2 separate regions of the Sus scrofa genome follow, and region 2 is linked to region 1. Evidence: chromatin contacts called from public Hi-C data. All regions are on one chromosome and are shown on one strand. Each heading gives the region's core, a stretch centred on a gene start, on an enhancer-like site or on the middle of the called end of the contact. The rest is flanking DNA. Distances are from core to core; before and after follow the strand shown. Region 1 has its middle 24 kb from the start of NDUFB3. Region 2 overlaps CFLAR (CASP8 and FADD like apoptosis regulator).

Region 1 (2,700 bases), core at 16-2,515:
GCCCCTCCCCACTCGTAACCCACTTCCTCCCCCTAGAGGTAACCACTGTCCCAACTTCACAGAGAATGATTTCCTTGACTTTGTAAGTTTTAGCACTTATATATGCATCTCTAAACAGTATAGCTTAGAGTTCCCTTCGTTGCTCAGTGGGTAACAAACCCGATTAGCATCCATGAGGATGTGGGTTCAATCCCTGGTCTCACTCAGTGGGTAAGGATCCTGCATTGCCAGGAGCTGTGGTGTAGGTCATAGATTTGGCTCGGATCCAGTGTGGCTATGGCTGTGGCTGTAGCCGGCTAGGGAACTTCCATATGCCGCAGGTTCAGCCCTACAAAGAGAAAAAAATTTTTATAAATAAACAGTATAGCTTGACAATTTTTGCACTCTATACGAACGAAAACAAACCGTATTCTTTTGTGACTTCCTTTTTATGTTCAGTATTATGTTCACTGAGATTCATTGTCTTCTATGTCAGTATAGTTAATTGGTTTTCATTACTGTCTACTACAAAATTCTGAGCATCTCAGTGTGTAATCTAGCTGAGCTATGTCCTTGGGAACCCCCATTGTCGGTATTTTCAGTTTTCCTTTTAAATTGGTCAGATATAGCAGAGATGACACTTCTCATCTCCTGCCTGCAGAGGAAAGGCCTGGTTTGGAGAGCTTCTAAAGTGGAGTAGGAAAAGATTGATGTTTTCTAATCCAGCTGACATACTTCATCTTAGTTGTATACCCTTGACCTGTTCCCTTTATTGAAATCCTTTCTTCCCTGGTTTCTAGGACATGGCTCTCTCCAGATTTATCTTCCACCTCTCAGATCTTTCCTTCTCCTTTCTTTACAGGCCCCCTTTCCTATGTTTGCCCCTTAAATATTGGTTATGTCTCTTGTCCCTCTTCTTTTGTCAACCAGGATTTAATTACCTCTTGTTCTAGTGATCATACATTCCTTTACTGTGTTTGTTTTGTTTTGTTTGGCTGCAGCCACAGCATGTGGAAGTTCCCTGGCCAGGAATCAATCCCACACCACAGCTATGACCCCAGCTGCTGCAGTGACAATGCCAGATCCTTAATCCACGTTGCCACAAGAGAACTCCACCTACTGTATTTTACTAGTTTCCATGTCCATCTGAGTTCCTGGCATGCTGAGCTTCTATCTGTCATCTGTCTTTGTGAAGCACTAAATGAACGTGTTGAGTACAGAATGTGACAGAGAGAGACAGTCAAGGTCGGAGGACAGAAAAATCATCAGGGCCCAAAGGCTACCAGCTGCTTCAGCAATGTCCCAGGCCTGGAGGAAGATGCTGACACAGATGGAGGTCAAGGCTAGGTACAGATGTATCATTTCTGTGTCATCCTGCTGCTGCTGCTTACTCGTGACAAACTACTTCCATGCTCTTACTCCATAGCAAGGAGCCCTTTCCCAACATGAAGTAAATGCTCAGGCACCCTAATTTTCCTTTCTTTATGATTGAACATTTTCTAATGAAATGTTAAGGCAGAAAATATTGCGCTATGTGTAAGAAGTCAGACACCAGGAGTTCCTGTTGTGACTCAGCAGAAATGAACCTGACTAGTATCCACGAAGATTAGGGTTCGATGATCCCTGGCCTTGCTCAGTGGGTTAAGGATCCAGCATTGCCATGAGCTGTGGTGTAGGTCACAGATGCAGCTCGGATCCCAAGTTGCTGTGGCTGTGGCATAGGCTCGCTGCTGCAGCTCTGATTTGACCCCTGGCCTGGAAACTTCCATATGTTGCAGGTGCCCCCCCAAAAAGCAAAATAAATAAATAAATAAAGTGGTAACTATCATTTTATCCTGAACATATTCACATGTCTCACCCCTTTTTTGCAGTGCCCACATCATGCGGAAGTTCCTGGTCCAGGGATCGAACATGATAAATAGCCTTAGACCAGTGATGTGAAATGACTGACCAATCAATCTGTCCTATCTAAGCTTTCCTTTTGTACAGGAACTGAATGAACTACAGACACAGTGTCTCTGGATCTTTGCCAGAATATGAAGTTTAGTGTCTGCTCTATTCTAGACTCCTTAAATGAATCGGATAAAATGTGAGATCCAGACTTAGGCAGTACCAGCTGTCACAAACTTTCATTCAGATGGCCCATCATTTACTGTCCAGAATTGTCTCATTTATTTTCTCTGCCTACCTGGCTTAATGATTCCATTGAATCTGACTTTATTTTATTTTATTTTTTTATGGACACACTCATGGCATATGAAAGTTCCTGAGCCAGGGAATGAATTTGAGGCTCAGTTGCAACCCGTGCCATGGGTGCAGTGATGCCAGATCTCCTTTAACCTACTGATCTGGTGGGAGATTGAGCCCACGCCTCTGCAGCAACACAAGAGGCTGCAACTGGATTTTTACCACACTGTTCCATCAATCCGATCCCCCTGAATTTTAATCTATGCACACATTCTTTGTAATTACACAATCCGTTTAGACAGGTTTTTCTGCCTTTGGCTTTCCACACTCTCTCCAGACCTGATTTGGTAAATGCCCTCTACCCCAGTTCTCAGGAGTTATGCCAGATTGGCCACCCACCATTCCTACCTGTTTTCCCATGAAAAATTTCTAAGAAATTTTAAGGGAATAGGTCTTAAAGTGTTTTTTTGTTTTTTGTTTGTTTGTTTTTGTTTTTTGGTCTTTCGTCTTTTAAGGGCCAGACTTGTGGCCTAT
Region 2 (2,812 bases), core at 19-2,518, 52 kb before region 1:
CAACCAATAGTTTCAACGTCTTGTCTTGCCAACTTTATCAGCGAGTATTACACTATAAAAGTGAAAGTAAGCAAATGTTATTTCTCTTCTGGCTTCTCAGCAGGAAACAGGAAAAAGATTAAAAGTTGGGAAAGAAACACAGCCTTGGGTTAACAACAAACTGGGAACTAAGCAGCCACTGGACAAACAAGAGCTGGCTCGAGTGCTCTTAATTCAATTTGGCCAGCCTATGGGCAGTATCTGGACACAATCACATACAGTCTCGTAGAACTTTCTACTCAGGAGGCTCACATCCTGCCAGATATGGCAGATTTAAATAAGTCTGTGACTCCTCGACCCTCCTTGCTTAAAAAGATAGTGTGTAATCCCCTCCCCTTGAACACAGGTAACTCGTTCCTAATGAATGGAGTGTGGCAGAAGGGCTACCACGTGACATTCAAAGTCAAATCACTAGGGGGAAGCCAGCTGCCATGTCTTGAGAACACTCCAGACAGGGCCCTGGTGCCAAACAGGTCCCCAGTGCCATGTGAAGAGGCCCACATGGAGAAGAACGCAAGCCACACACCAACTTCCCAGCCACTCGAGAAGCTCCTCCAATGCCAAGGACCCAAGCTGACATATGACAGCAACCTCTCAAGAGACTCAGGGCTGGGACAGCCTGGCTCCGTCACTTCTAAATTCCAGACCCCCAGAAGCTATGAGAGGTATAAATAAATTAGTATCGTTGTTTTAAGCTATAACATTTTGGAGCAATTTGTACACATTATGAGATAAATAATTCACTAGGTAAGTCAGCAAAAGGGAATGATAATAACCATTACCTAAGAATGGAGTGTAATTAAGCAACTTACTTTTCTCCTTCCGCCTGACCCGCAAGTAAGGTAGGGGTGAAGAAAATGAATTAAATTCATTTTTTGAAATATATATATATCAAGTAATAATAAGATACAAGCCCCCAAGAGATATAAAGAAGTTGCCAATCTCCTTAAAACCTTACAATAACTAAGTATGTTCAAGGAATGACAGTTGCTGAAAACCTATTAAGTACCTCACTTGTCAGCATAGGAGCTCAGAGTGCTAGGAGAGGTGAAGAAGCACTGCCCCCTAGGCACGGCCTCTGAGGGTGTAGGTAAGGCTTGAGATCCAGTTCTGAGCTGGGGATGACACACAGGGCTGTACCATGTACCAGGTACCAGGACAGAGCCTGGACAGGACTCAGGGGCCATCCCCACTGCTTTATTCCAAACGCTCCCTTCCGGAGTGGCACTCTCTAGTCATGGAGCACTCTCTCCTCCAGGGGGCAGAAGCGAACCGAGAAACATCAGGCTCAAAGCTCTTTTGTTTACTTAATTTCAGACTGGCTCCCTGGATCAAAACCTTCTTTTCACTGATAAGAGTGCCTCCCTTATCAAAGTCTTTGAAAGAAAGCCATAGTCTCCCTTTCCATCCTGACATGCAGAGGTCTGGAGGCAACACAGGCTGTCTTGTGCCTTAATCTCTTTTCTTTATCTGGGTTCTGGCTAGAGCAGCAGCTGGGCTGTCATAAGGCAGTCAGCAGGCAGCTGCGTGATACGAGGGTAAAAGAGGAACAGCCTTGGAAACCCAAGATGTGAGTTTCAGTCCTGGCCTCTCCACCTACTTGCTGGTCTGAACCTTGCCTGGTCCTGAAAGAAGACTGACTGACACCATGGGAATCTGAGGTCTAGGGAATCTGAGGAAGGTCTCACCTAATAGAACAGGAGGAAAAAGCCTAAAGCTGGAGGTGAAGCTAAAGGCCAAACAGGTCCCCAATGCCAAGTATAAGGCCAATAAGAACACCAAATCTAGGGCCTCAGACCAAGATGGAGCATCCCCTAAACATCCCTGTGGCAACACAGTCACTCCAGGGACACAGCCTGAAGCCATCAGGCTGGCATTTCCCATGAACATCACATCTTTCCTCTGACAGATGGTGAGGATGGATGCTGGGTGCCATTTGCAATGTTCTTTCTTGGGCTAGCAAGAAAGAATAAGGATAGAGCCCAGTCTAATTTACAGGATCAAGGGGATCACGACAGTGTGACTTTGAACAAATTACATCTGTAATTTATCCACCTATAAAATGGGATCAATACTGATGCCTCTACCATGTCCTCCAGAAGGTGGCTGTGAGGCTCCATTGAGATGTCTATAAGGACGCTTTGCAAATTGTGAGCAGTTATTCAAACATAAGATATTAATTTGAGGAGTTCCCGTCGTGGCGCAGTGGTTAACAAATCCGACTAGGAAACATGAGGTTGCGGGTTCGGTCCCTGCCCTTGCTCAGTGGGTTAATGATCCAGCGTTGCTGTGAGCTGTGGTGTAGGTTGCAGATGCGGCTCGGATCCCGCGTTGCTGTGGCTCTGGCGTAGGCCGGAGGCTACAGCTCCAACTGGACCCCTAGCCTGGGAACCTCCATATGCCGTGGGAGCGGCCCAAGAAATAGCTAAAAAAAAGACCCCAAAAAAAAAATAATTAAATAAATAAGATATTAATTTGAGGAGTTCCCATTGTGGCTCAGCAGGTTAAGAATTGATGTGGTCTTTGTGAGGATGTGGGTTTGATCTCTGGCCTCACTCAGTGGGTTAAGCAGCCAGCACCGCCACAAGCTGCAGTGTAGATGGCAGATACAGCTCGCATCGGGTGTTGCCATAGCTGTGTCATAGGTCTCAGCTGCAGCTCTAATGGAACCCCTAGCTAGGAACTTCCATTAGTTGCAGATGTGGCCATAAAAAGGAAAAAAAAAAAAGGATTAATTTTGAAGAAATAAAGGCACTTTACTACAAGTCATGGA

What was found. Hi-C and Micro-C count contacts between places; a contact is called where the count stands out from the background.
Region 2: a Hi-C map of liver shows a contact between it and region 1, with 4 times the contacts expected there. The contact joins two enhancer-like sites. A contact is called at or near these places in 1 of 5 promoter capture datasets (liver), 15 of 47 Hi-C or Micro-C datasets (alveolar macrophages, blood, brain and 8 more) and 2 of 2 datasets of contacts at active chromatin or transcription factors (alveolar macrophages and skeletal muscle).

What each region holds. Positions count from the first base shown.
Region 1 is chr15:104,770,361-104,773,060 of Sscrofa11.1, reverse strand. No RefSeq gene overlaps it. Among named protein-coding and RNA genes, the nearest start is that of NDUFB3, 24 kb to the right of the region's middle. Within about 2 kb of position 1,265, at least 12 of the 83 cell types and tissues checked have an H3K27ac peak or open chromatin away from gene starts, as enhancers often do. A contact at or near this core is called in alveolar macrophages, liver and skeletal muscle, where this site is marked.
Region 2 is chr15:104,822,232-104,825,043 of Sscrofa11.1, reverse strand. All of the region lies in intron 7 of CFLAR (CASP8 and FADD like apoptosis regulator), which reads right to left. Among named protein-coding and RNA genes, the nearest start is that of CFLAR, 24 kb to the right of the region's middle. Within about 2 kb of position 1,268, at least 43 of the 83 cell types and tissues checked have an H3K27ac peak or open chromatin away from gene starts, as enhancers often do. A contact at or near this core is called in alveolar macrophages, liver and skeletal muscle, where this site is marked.